Regions from separate parts of the Zea mays genome. Here region 1 is linked to region 2. Evidence: chromatin contacts called from public Hi-C data. All regions are on one chromosome and are shown on one strand. Each heading gives the region's core, a stretch centred on a gene start, on an enhancer-like site or on the middle of the called end of the contact. The rest is flanking DNA. Distances are from core to core; before and after follow the strand shown. Region 1 holds the start of LOC100276554. Region 2 holds the start of LOC100279799 (Beta-carotene isomerase D27 chloroplastic).

Region 1 (6,188 bases), core at 904-3,403, 170 kb before region 2:
ACAGACACAGCACATCAGACCACTAACAGTGAACGGGATCTATATACCTTGCCAGAGAATGACGACGCAGAAGATAACGGTGACGATCAGGGGGCACAGATTGCCACCCGAGAACCCTTGCTTGGCGTTCTTCATCTTCTTCAAGGCCTTCATCCGCTCGACCCTCGCCCGCTTCAGCACGGCAAGCTCGCTCAGCTCGTTGAGGAGCTTCTGGTCAGAGACGTCCAGCGGCGTAGGCGTCAGCGGCCTCGGCGGCCGCGGCGGCTTCTTCTTCGACCGCTTCTTCTTCGCCTTGTCCCCTCCCGAGCTGTCCAGAAGGCCCAGGCCCAGCTTCTCCTCCCCCTCGGACTTCCTGTCGTCTCCACTTCTAGCAACGGCGTCCGAAGCCGGTGAAGAGCAGTCCATGTGCTGGTTGTTCCTGTCATCCCTCGGACATCCGTTGGCGCACGCACACACGCAACCACTCTCCAGGTCGTTGCTATGGTTGATCACTGCAGTGCCGTTGCCACTCTCCAGGTCGATCAAGGTGTCCTGGTCGTTCACACACTTAGACTCCATCGGAACCACGAAATAGCTCCAGTACTTGGTCCTAACTCCTAACACATTGATAAGCAAAACCGTGGCCCTCTCTGATATGATACTGGGGGGTCACGAACCAGATTTGCCCTCTGTCGATCAGGAGAGGAGAAATCACCTCTGGAATACTAGCTACCTGCAGAGGAAAAAGTTAGGCAAAAAATTAGGTTACTCAGTCAGTCAAAAGTCTAAACCAGGACACAGGTGCAGCCACAGAAATGGATCAAACAAGAAACATTTTCAAACTTGTCTACCCGAATTGCCAAACCAACATACCGGACCGGTTCCGAGAAAGCCTAACTAACCATGACAAGAAAGCCACACATGTAACAAGAGATAGAAGAGGTGGCACAAAGCGAGAAACCGGGCTGCCTAAGTTAAATTAAGCAGGAAACGCAGGAGGGAAACACGCGAAGTTGGCAACCTTTTTATCCTGATCGAACGCCACAAGCCACGGCCGCACCCTCGTTCTCCCCTCGGTTGCTTACACTTGGCAAGGCGGCGTCTCGCTCCCCTTGTTCTCCGCTTGCTCTCTACTCATCTAGTATTTATTTATTTGTAAGCAAAAAAATGTTCAGCAAAAGCCAAGCAGCTGGCATTGTTTATTGATAAGCACTGGCAACATCTTTTCGCTTGTGGCACCACTGAAAACCCAACTAACCCATTCTCTTTTCGTTGTACGCCAAAGCTAATGAAATGGAAACAATCAAACAAACAAGAACCTCGTTTTGGCAGCCGAAGGAAGTGGTTAGGTGACCAAACAGAAGCAGAAGCGAACGAATTTTGTCGAATTTGCTGGACAGTTGGCAGCTCGAGCGGCGAGGGGGAAGATGGAAGAGGACACGCGGTGTAGAACAAGGCTAGGCAGTAGGTACGGTCTTCGCCGAGCTTATCCGGTCCCGATAATCCGACAAGGGAAGAGACAAGCGCGCAGGCGCGGAAAAGGAGAGCAGCCCGCCGACTCCCCATCCACATCCACATCCACGCGAACTTGGCGGAGGGCGGTTGGAGAGGCGGGGGAGGGGGGGACGCGGCGGAGGAGAAGCCTTGGGTGCATAGATGGATGATGATCCTAGCGGTTAAGGGGGAGAGCTCGCGGGAGCACCGGGATTCCATCAAAGCCGAAGCTTTTCGGCACACTGGCGCACCCGCCTTGGTACGTAGAACAGGAAATAAACAAAAAATCCCTCTCGAACCCGCCTAATTCCCTCAAAAATCACAAATTTTCCGCCTCGGCATGGCACATGAGCAGAGAGCGGCGGAGAAATCCGGACAGAGAGAGAGAGAGAGAGAGAGAGAGAGAGAGAGAGAGAGAGAGAGGGGGGGGAGGCCAGGAGGGTCGTGAGAGCCCACCCTGTACCTACCTACAGAGCTGCAGCGGCGAGGTCAGGTTACCACAGCTAGCCAGCGACGCCCTCCCATGGCGATGCCCGCCGAATCAAGGAACTCCCGGGGCCGCACCGCAGCCGCGAAGAGGACGGAGGGGTTGTGGTGGTGTGGTGTGGGGTCACCGTACGTCCCGGGACTGGGAGCGGTGGGACGGGTTGAGGTGGAAACGGAAGGAAGCATCCAGATTTGCCCGCCTCGGGGGTCACGCGCTATTTAATTCCGCTCCTCGCGCAGGATCCATCGCCGGCCCCGGCCGTCGTCGGCCCGGCGGAACAGTTTTTCCCCTTTTTGCTTGCTTTGCTCTGCCGGCCGTCGGATCGCCAAATGGACTACGAATAATAATAACTAGTGTTTAGCCCGCGCCTGGGCGCGCGTCATCATATATAGCTTAACGATTTTGTGAGTACCCAGATATGTAAAACAAATTTAAACATGATATGAGTATACAATATGTATGCAAGAAATCAAAATATAAGTAGATAATATTGTTTTCCCCTAATAGTTGATACCAGTTGTAGAGTGAAATTAGACTACAATATATACTAAGTAGTATTCAAGCATCATACATCAACACTTAGCAACAATGTGCTTCTAGGTGTTAAGTAAATATGTACAGATCCACAAATAGTCTAATAGTAGGTTCATATATATAGAGAGAGAGAGAGAGGGAAGTATTCATGGTCCAAAAGTGATGATGCTCTTGATAGGGTTCATATTTATAGAGAAGCATTCATTGTCCAAAAGTGATAGTGCTCTTGATAGGTGCCCAATAAGTAAATACCTGTATACAAAGGAGGAAAAAGCATTAGAGTTGTACTAATGTTGCTGCGTAAAAGGGTAAGTGGAATACATTATGTTGACTGTGTATAAATATATTTGCGATATATGAATAAGTTTTGCACATGGTGTTATACCTTCATGAAGTTGATTATGATCTAGGAGCTCTTCTCTTTGGGGTCTGTAAGATCTGGTATTCCTTTGCTACTGTGGCCATGTTTCATTCTATATAATATCATGAATGTTGTATTAGCGTGGAAAATAAGATCTAGCATTTAAAAGAATGATGTTGTTGCTACTGTTATTATGTCCAACTATTTTTTTAATACATACCTTTTCGGTGGCGACGATAACTCTTCATTGCTGAGTTCACTTATGCGCTGGGCATCACCCTGTGATTAAGTGCATAAATTTTATGAATGTACTTTCATATAACAAAGTGGAAACTCATTTTGTCCTGGTTTATTTATTCTGTGGGTATTGATTGTATTAATTTATATCTGGTATTAAAATGTAATGGATATGTAACTTTGTAAGTGTATGGAAAGTAAGTATTTAGTAGTACTAAAGGTACCTCTATGTCATGTGACATATCTGAATATATTAGAACACGTCGTGCCTGTTGAATAGACTTCATCAAGTTGTATGCATGAAAGAATGATACATTTATAATAGATTTTGCATGGCAAGAAAAATAAGAAGTTTTGTACCTCGTTTCTTTCGTTGCTACAGGTAGATAGTTTCGCCATTGATGTTGCTGGAGAGTCTTGTGTGGTTGTAAGGCTAGGTATTTCATCCTGTGTATCCAACTCTTGCTGAGGATGGCTAGGCATGTTAGATGGTATTAAGGCCTGTCTTCCATGGTTTGTTAAAATAGACAGAATAGAGAATACTCTATTTGTGACTGAGTAGGCTGACATATTGATGGTAACTGCAAGGGTAAATTTCAGACACACAATAGCGGCTAGGGCTGCTGGGGGACCCTGAGAAGTTGCAACTGCTGTAACAAGGTTGTCACAAGGTTTTCCTACTATTTTTCTGGCTATGTTATCAAAACAAAAGAACTCTGCCTCACATGTCCCATCAGTAGCAATGAAGCTGAGCTTGTATCTGTCAATTCAAATTATGAGTATTTCAAAGCAGCAATTAAGTTTGTAGTAAAGATAAGACTTTATTAAGATGGAATAAATGGTAGTAAATCAGGTGTGTGTGTTAAGATTTACCTAAAGTTAATATCTGTGCAGCCACATGATGTGCAGTGATATCCAGTTGAAGTTTGAGATGAAGATTTGTGGCACCTTGAGCAAGATGGGTACCACCATTTGCTATTTTGCACAATGCGTGAGATAGTAACAGTGCATCTGTAGCCTTCTGGCTGCAATATAAAAGAGAGAAAAAATGTACCAAGTTAGATAAGCATATTGTCGATGTATTAAATAAGTGAAACATATGAGGATTTAGTTGTAAATACGGGAAACATGTCTGGATCTATGTTGAGCAGCTCTTCAACAGTCTTTTGTTCCAAATTTGGTGGTTGAGAAAGCAGAATTTCTTCTTCGGCTGCTGTGGGTTGTATTAGCTGGAGGTCATTGTTTTGCAACCTTCAAATGATGTCACAATTGTTATCAGTATGAACAATATTTTTATTTTTAAAAAATAAAGACAATAGGATGTCTTGTAACCCGCTTTAGAAAAAAGAGGATAGCATGTATAATTTTTTTAACTGAAAGAGTGTCTAAGAAATACAACCAGTCATAACATTACTTTAAAAATATTTTTTTGTATACACTGATTATAGGCAGCGATGATTTTTTCTTTTGCACTGTCTTTGTTTTTTTATAGAGAAAAAAAATGAAACTGTGGGTTAGTTTTAGTTAAAAAATAATTGTAAGCATTGAATATTGTCTGAAAAGGGAGACCAAACTGGTTTGAATGTAATATATAAAGAGGTAATGATAAAAAAATGTTTATCTACAATTTCAGTTTAAATATTAGTACTGGTAGTGTAGTAGATTGTAGCTTATTAAACTATTAGACAAATGTGGGCATAAAATTAAAGAGAATCAGATTTATGTTGCTTCAAGAGAACTAGATTAAAGAGAACCAGTTAAATGTGGGCATATAGATTAAAGAGAACCAGATTAAATAGAATCATTCGCACGTATTGAAGGAAGTGTATCCAAAATTTATTTTGTTTACCTGTTGTAGTAGGTCTGTGCCTCAGGAATTACAGGATTGAAGTACCATGAACTTGCTGCAGTACTGCTTAGGTATGGTTGACCTACATTACATGTAGAATATGTGTTATCATACATATTGAAATAAATAATCCAATTGTTCTTTTCAAAAGTTTGGATCACAACCTTTGAATCGTTTAGCAAGAAATCCAACGAGCAGTATGACAATAGGCTGTTTGTTGCTTTGATTGTAAACATCACTGATAGAAAAGCTTGATGCTTGATTTCCCCAGAGAGTAATTTTCAGAGACATGTCACTGAAGAAATAAGAACAATATAGCTAGTATGAATACACAATCTGATATAAGGATTAGTGGTGCAAAGATTTCATAGTGCTTGTCACACATTCTATGTGGCAAGATTGCAGTAGTAATACATAAAGGAGAATTTTGTACCTTGTATTTTTGATGAAGATGTCTCTGATGATGGTTGAGTTGTTATAGCCAACTGGATGTGGAGGATTAATTTGTGTCAACATTCCAAGGACATCTACATTATTGGATAAGTAAATTATTTACTTGTAAACGATGTGTATATCCTTGTAACCTAAGTGAGTGTATTTTAATTTATCAAAATGTTTCTTACCAATCAAGTAAGTTCTATTGTCAATGCTATCTTCTATATTTTCAAAGCATGTGAGCTTGTAGATATATCTGGGAAACACTTGTGGTGGATCTTTGACAACTTTGGCTTGAGTGTACAGAGTGAATTGTATCATGAAGTTGTTGTCAACAGGTTTAAAATAGTTTCTGGAAGGCGTGACACGAAAGCGTTTGAGCTCATATACTTTTTCAATTTCTATTATTGAGCCTTTGTCAACTGCCAGGGCGGCTGCAATCTCAGCGTGGATGGGCGTACCCTGTCATCATATAGTAAGATAATAAGAATAGATGACATGAAATTGCATACATTGAAGAGATAGCTTAGATGTACAGAGAAATTTATTAAATTATTTAGTGTATTTATTACATTGAAGAGATAGCTTAGACGGCAGATATTATCGAAACGTCGCTACAAATGTTTTTAAGATGCTTGAAGGCATTCTTTGGCATTGTGACTGGAACAGAAGGTTCCTTTGCCTGAATTTGAGTAACTGCAGGTTCCAAGATTACGTTCAAATGCTTGCTATGGTTTGGCAAGAGCTCTAGCAGAATCTTATGAGCTCATTTACAGCGCAGCGATGGATCGAAATAACAATTATCCTGACCC
Region 2 (6,356 bases), core at 2,546-5,045:
GCGCGCCAGTTGCTGCATGCAAGCAACCGCACCGCCACTTGTGCCACCATCGCGCCTCTTCGGTTGCGGAGCCTATGCCGCGACTCGAGGCGACCCAACAGCGCCAGCCTGGCGCGTCGGTCAAAGCGACCGAAAGTGGGCCGGCAGTAATAGCGGTGGCAGGCGGGCGGGCGCAGCGGTCGCGTCGTTAGCCAGGCTCACGTCCCATCCTGGGACAGCAAGGGAGCCTCCTCTCACGGCGTGGAGACGGTGCACCCGTGACCCGTTCCTCGAACGGATCGCACGCGCGCAACGGCCGCCCCGCCAACCACTCGCCCCGTCGCATTAACTCCGCGGCGGGACAGGCGGCGTCTCTGACGGGAGGAGCGCGCGACGCTTCACCTTCGCCATAATAACCGCGTCAGAAAAGGTACGCCACGTCGTCCGATTTCGTATCCTTTTCCGTTTTCCTCTTTCTCTATCTCTTGCAACAGGGACCGGGAAAGGGGGATACCCCGAAAGGGATCCTTCTCCGCGAAGGAACCGGGCTCCGAGCCCCCCACTACTGATCAGGGGTTCGAAGGCTGGCCCTCCGAAGGGTTCAACAGCCGCCTCAGATCGCGTGGGCCCGACACCCACTACTGGTCAGGGGTTCGAAGGCCAGCCCCCCGAAGGGTTCCATGGCCGCCTCAGGCTACTCGGGCTCCGCGCCCATTACTGATCAGGGGTTCGAAGGCTGGCCCCCGAAGGGTTCACAGTCGCCTCAGACACCGAGCGAGGGATGACCAGGGGTACGTTCGATACATAACCGAGGCTCGGGCTGCGCTCCCGAGGTACCCTAGGACATTTCCGAGACCAGCGGGAACGATCTTGTAACGGAATCCCACCGGAGGGAGGCATCGAGCCCTCGGACCCCGTCGCCAGGGGACCGGGTCCGGCAAATCACCCGCAGGTACTTTTGGGCGTGCCTCTGGGCCCCTAGCCGACCCCCAACGAACGGGGCACGGACGTCCACTCGGATTACCCGCTTGCAGCTCACCGGAGACACCATGTTCGGTGCCCATCGAGGGTAACATGGCGCACTCCCCCCCTCCTCCTTGCGGAAAGGCGACGTAGGGGCGTATGTAAAAAGTCGAGTTTGTCCCTGATCGTCCTCTCGCCCTGTGCAGAGGCTCGGGGGCTGCTCTCGCAAAAACCGGCTCCGGCCAAATCGTTGACAGCGTCAACATACCAGCCCGAGAGCTTGGGCCCCGACCGTGCACCCGGGCTACGGCCAGTTCGCATGAGGGAACGACCAGACCAGCCGAAGCGTTACGCGAGGTATTAAGACCTCGAAGGAGTGTAACCACTCCTCCGAGGCCTCGGGGGCTACACCCGGCGGGTGCGCTCGCGCGCACCCACCGGAACGAAATGCAACCGAGAAAGGCTGGTCCCCTTGCAAAAAAGTGCGACAAAAGCCTCCAAGCGAGTGCTAACACTCCCTTCGAGGCTCGGGGGCTACTGTCGGGGACCATAATTAGGGGTACCCTCAAGACGCCTAATTCTCAGCTGGTAACCCCCATCAGCATAAAGCTGCAAAGGCCTGATGGGTACGATTAAGTCAGGGATCAGTCCACGCGAGTGACTCGATCACGCTTCACCCAAGCCTAGCCTCGGCCAAGGGCAGCCGACCTCGAGAGACTTCCGTCTCGCCCGAGGCCCCCTTTTTATGGCGGACACATCACCGGCTCGCCCGAGGCCTTGGCTTCGCTTAGAAGCAACCTTGACTAAATCGCCACACCGACTGACCAAATTGCAGGGGCATTTAACGCAAAGGTGGCCTGACACCTTTATCCTGACACGCGCCCCCGGCAGAGCCGAAGTGACCGCCGTCACTCCACCGCTCCACTGGCCAGTCTGACAGAAGGACAGCGCCGCCTGCGCCACTCCGACTGCAGTGCCACTCGACAGAGTGAGTCTGACAGGCAGTCAGGCCTTGCCAAAGGCGCCACGGCGAACTCCGCTCCGCCCGACCCCAGGGCTCGGACTCGGGCTAAGACCCGGAAGACGGCGAACTCCGCTCCGCCCGACCCCAGGGCTCGGACTCGGGCTAAGACCCGGAAGACGGCGAACTCCGCTCCGCCCGACCCCAGGGCTCGGACTCGGGCTAAGACCCGGAAGACGGCGAACTCCGCTCCGCCCGACCCCAGGGCTCGGACTCGGGCTAAGACCCGGAAGACGGCGAACTCCGCTCCGCCCGACCCCAGGGCTCGGACTCGGGCTAAGACCCGGAAGACGGCGAACTCCGCTCCGCCCGACCCCAGGGCTCGGACTCGGGCTAAGACCCGGAAGACGACGAAACTCCGCTTCGCCCGACCCCAGGGCTCAGACTCCGCCCTGGCCTCGGCCGAACGACTTCCGCCTCGCCCGACCCCTTGGCTCGGGCTCGGCCACGGCAACGGAAGGCAGACTTAACCTCGGCTTCGGAGGAACCCCCACGTCGCCCTGCCTAGGGCACAGACCGCCACGTCAATAGGAAGCGCCATCATCATCCTACCCCGAATCGACTCGGGTCACGGAGAACAAGACCGGCGTCCCATCCGGCCAGCTCCGCCGGAGGGGCAATGATGGCGCTCCACAAGCTCTATGACGACGGCGGCCCCCAGCTCTCTTACGGAAGCAGGACAACGTCAGCAGGGACTCGACCGCTCCAACAGCTGTCCCTCCGCCAGGCTCCGCCGCACCTCCGACAGCCACGACATCACACCAGCAGGGTGCCCAGATCTCTCCGGCTGCCACATTGGCATGTACCTAGGGCGCTAGCTCTCCCTTTGCTAGACACGTAGCACTCTGCTACACCCCCCATTGTACACCTGGATCCTCTCCTTACGACTATAAAAGGGAGGACCAGGGCCTTCTTAGAGAAGGTTGGCCGCGCGGGACCGAGGACGGGACAGGCGCTCTCTTGGGGCCGCTCGCTTCCCTCACCCGCGTGGACGCTTGTAACCCCCCTACTGCAAGCGCACCTGACCTGGGCGCGGGACAAACACGAAGGCCGCGGGACTTCCACCTCTCTCACGCTCGACTCCGTCCTCCTCGCCTCTCCCCCCTTCGCGCTCGCCCACGCGCTCGACCCATCTGGGCTGGGGCACGCAGCACACTCACTCGTCGGCTTAGGGACCCCCCGTCTCGAAACGCCGACAATTATATATAAATACTTCTATAGATCAGGATCTTTCATTTGTTTCATTACAACTCTAGGCAAGTGAATAGCTGCTTATTTATGTCGACACTTTTCCTGTGTAACAACTATCCATAAAGTAACATATAAAAGTGCAGTCCTTATTTAAAGGGCTGAGAGCAAACATATTAAGGGGGATTATTAATGATTTCTTGGTCTCAGTAAAAACTACTTATACGCCTGTGAAACTTGGATGGAGATAGTATTTGATTGCCTATTTGTTTGTCATTCTTTTATAGTGATATTAAATTTGGATACATATTATAGTGGTGTCTATGTCTTATATTAATTTTTAACTTCCGTGGCAACGCACGATCATATACTTAGTATAATTATAATTATACGCTCTGTCCTCCTTAATTAATATAATATACACTTTAAGCTTTTTTTCATCTAGATATGTAATAATACGCTGGTCTTAAAAAAATTCAGCGTGATATGGACTGTATGAGTACAGTGCATGTAACGTATCACATGTGTGGGTCCCACAGCTGGAGAGGCTCGCTGACCTGTGGGTCCTAGCGGGCCGGCTATTGTCCTCCCTGCGTTCCCCCACCACCACGGCGGCAGCCACTGGTTGGCAGCGGTTGTCCTTCTCCGGTGTCCATGGCGCCGCCGCTCGCGACACGCGGCCTCCCCCTCGCCTCCCGCGGCCCGCCTTCTTGCGCGGCCTCCTGCTCCTCGTGCCTGCCCTCGTATCTCCAGCTCGGTCGCCGGCCAAGCCGCCGGTTCCGCTGCTCCTCGCCACAGGTGATTTATTCCACACCAACTGTGCCCTGTGCGTCTGTGCCGGCGCTGGTGGTTGGTTGTTAGAGTGACTTTATTTGGATGCAGGTCGATGCAGCGGCGGTGCCGCCGGGGAAGGGCGGGGAGTACCGGCCCTCTTTCGCGGACGACCTCCTCCTCGCCTTCTTCCGGAGCAAGATGGTGAAGGCGAGTTCCACTCCATCCACCGATCCCTTAGTTCCTCCCTCCAGTTAGATGATGCCAAACCGTGTTATTAGTTTTTTTTTGAAACTTTGGAAGGACCCAGTTTTTAATAAAATTGGTTTATAGAAATTGAGTCCAAATATACCGACTTAATTTATAGAAATTATATTCTCAGTTTCTTAAAAAACCGAGAAACCGTTCTTTCCTAGCTAAAAGATAAAAACCGGTTTCTTAAAAACTAGATTGCTTTTAAACAGAGCCTTAACCATGTTATTAGCTTCTTTTCCTTAAATAAGAGAGAACCAAAAAAACTTTTTTTGTGTTTAGTATAGAGTTCTAGCATGGCAGATAATGGAATCTTCTGAACATTAATAATCCATTCATCGCTAGGTTCAGTTCTGCTTGGTAATTTTGATCAACAGTCTGACAAATCCTGATGAATTGACGCCACGTGCATAACTGAACTTGTGCTAGCTATTAGTTTATCGTATTACTTTAATCGAGCTTGGAACTTTGTATTTCTACAAAATGGCCATTTAGTTTTGTTGAAATCTGAGCTGAATGCTCTATTTTTTGAAGAATAATTTGTTTTCAGTTTATTTATTTATTTATTTATTTGTTGTGTGAGCGAGGCGAGGGGTGCTTTCAATCATAAAACAACTAAGCAGGTCCGATCCAATGTGAGATTAAATGTTATCATAGTTTCCAGACAGACTGCAACTCCAGAAACATAGAATAATCTCACTGTCATATTTGAATGAGAAATGTACACACTTGCATACGAGCTGAAAATTTTCCTGGAAGTGGCTACAAAAGAAATTTCCTGTGCTTTAGGACAAGGTACAAGTACTTAGAATTCAGAAAGCCAGCCCCCTGTTGACGAGTATCTGTTAAGTTTTAGGTCAATATGGAATATCACAGTTTTGCATAAAAGCAAGACATGCAGTGCAATTACATTCTGTTGATTCTCTGAAAGGCTGTAGGAGGTTGGATGGGATTCTGAAAAGCCTGGGTATGCTGGACTAATGGAGGTAGCAAACCGTCTCATGGTCAAGGGAAAGAGTGCTTTGGAGACTGAGCAGGCTGCTGTATATCACTTCTCTTGTCCCCCTCTAGTCTTTGTGCATCTGTTGTCACGGAAACTTTTATAGCTAATGAGCCTTAGTTTTCTGTGTCTCTTTTTTTTACAATCTCCAGGTCCGAGTACTACAGTCACTGTTTCCACCTCTCTTGCTTGTTCTTTACAAAGCTCTTTTAGCGCCAATTGCTAATGGCCAACTAGCCGCTATGATGCTTGGTGAGTCTACTTCTAGTCGCAAGTACAGCATTTCCATGTATAATACTTCCTCCGTTTCGTTTTAGTTGTCGCTGGATAGTGCAAAATTGAACTATCCAGCGACAACTAAAAAGAAACGGAGGGAGTAGTGCATTCTTCTTAACTTGCTTGCTTTGGTGTTGCTGCATTTTCTTGAGAAGCTAGGGCGACAGCAATTTCATGTCAATGGTTGATGGGCTCATGCTCAGTTAATTCAGTCACTCTGCCTGATGGAAAATCATGGTCAAGTGGGGTATCGATATGTTCCAAGTTTCAACTCCTTGACTTATTTTTTCACTAAGACTCAGGACTTCGAAATTGAAACCATGCTTTCTCCCTTGACGATGAAACTTCCAGGTGTTCGTTGAGAAATGCAAGTACCTGGAAGAGAGCAAGTGCCTTGGCATTTGCATCAACACATGCAAACTGCCAACTCAGGTTTGCTCATGTTTGCACATCTGGAATGCTGGATTTGTGTCTACCCAACACACTCCTCCCCAGTCCTTGAATAAATTACACTCTCTATTTTCAGACTTTCTTCAAAGATCACATGGGTGTTGATTTGTACATGGAGCCAAATTTTGAAGACTATAGCTGCCAGGTAAATGGTTCCAAAATTTTGGACTTTCTTCAAAGACCACATGGGTGTTGATTGTTATGCTAAAAGAACTTTGCGCCTGCCATCTATACATGTTTTTTTGTACAGTATACGGCCAAAATTCAAAAATAAACGCAGCAAAGTTTGTGTTGTTGTTAATCGCAGTTCAACTTCGGGGTGCCGCCTCCACCTCTTGATACTGACAAAGCCCTCAAGGAACCGTGCTTGGACATCTGCACAAACGCAAGGCGGCGTAGAGAGCTCGGAAGAAATAGCAGCCCAGATGAGCTCAGTTGCCCCCAAGTTTGATATGC

Evidence for each region. Hi-C and Micro-C count contacts between places; a contact is called where the count stands out from the background.
Region 1: a contact with region 2 is called in a Hi-C map of ear, with 6 times the contacts expected there. The contact joins the promoter of LOC100276554 here to the promoter of LOC100279799 in region 2. A contact is called at or near these places in 13 of 25 Hi-C or Micro-C datasets (bundle sheath, ear, endosperm and 5 more) and 1 of 3 datasets of contacts at active chromatin or transcription factors (leaf).

Annotation. Positions count from the first base shown.
Region 1 is chr10:86,879,121-86,885,308 of Zm-B73-REFERENCE-NAM-5.0, reverse strand. It overlaps LOC100276554, which reads right to left and starts at 2,153. Exons shown (of 4, transcript NM_001150315.3): 1 at 1,941-2,153; 2 at 48-712. The coding sequence starts at 558. LOC103641341 (a long non-coding RNA gene) reads right to left here and starts at 5,014. Exons shown (of 4, transcript XR_560258.2): 1 at 4,942-5,014; 2 at 4,214-4,343; 3 at 3,966-4,117; 4 at 3,815-3,852.
Region 2 is chr10:86,710,409-86,716,764 of Zm-B73-REFERENCE-NAM-5.0, reverse strand. LOC100279799 (Beta-carotene isomerase D27 chloroplastic) reads left to right here and starts at 3,795. Exons shown (of 8, transcript NM_001360997.1): 1 at 3,795-3,949; 2 at 4,034-4,132; 3 at 5,113-5,217; 4 at 5,327-5,426; 5 at 5,606-5,697; 6 at 5,802-5,882; 7 at 5,977-6,045; 8 at 6,208-6,356. The coding sequence starts at 3,806. The coding sequence ends at 6,351.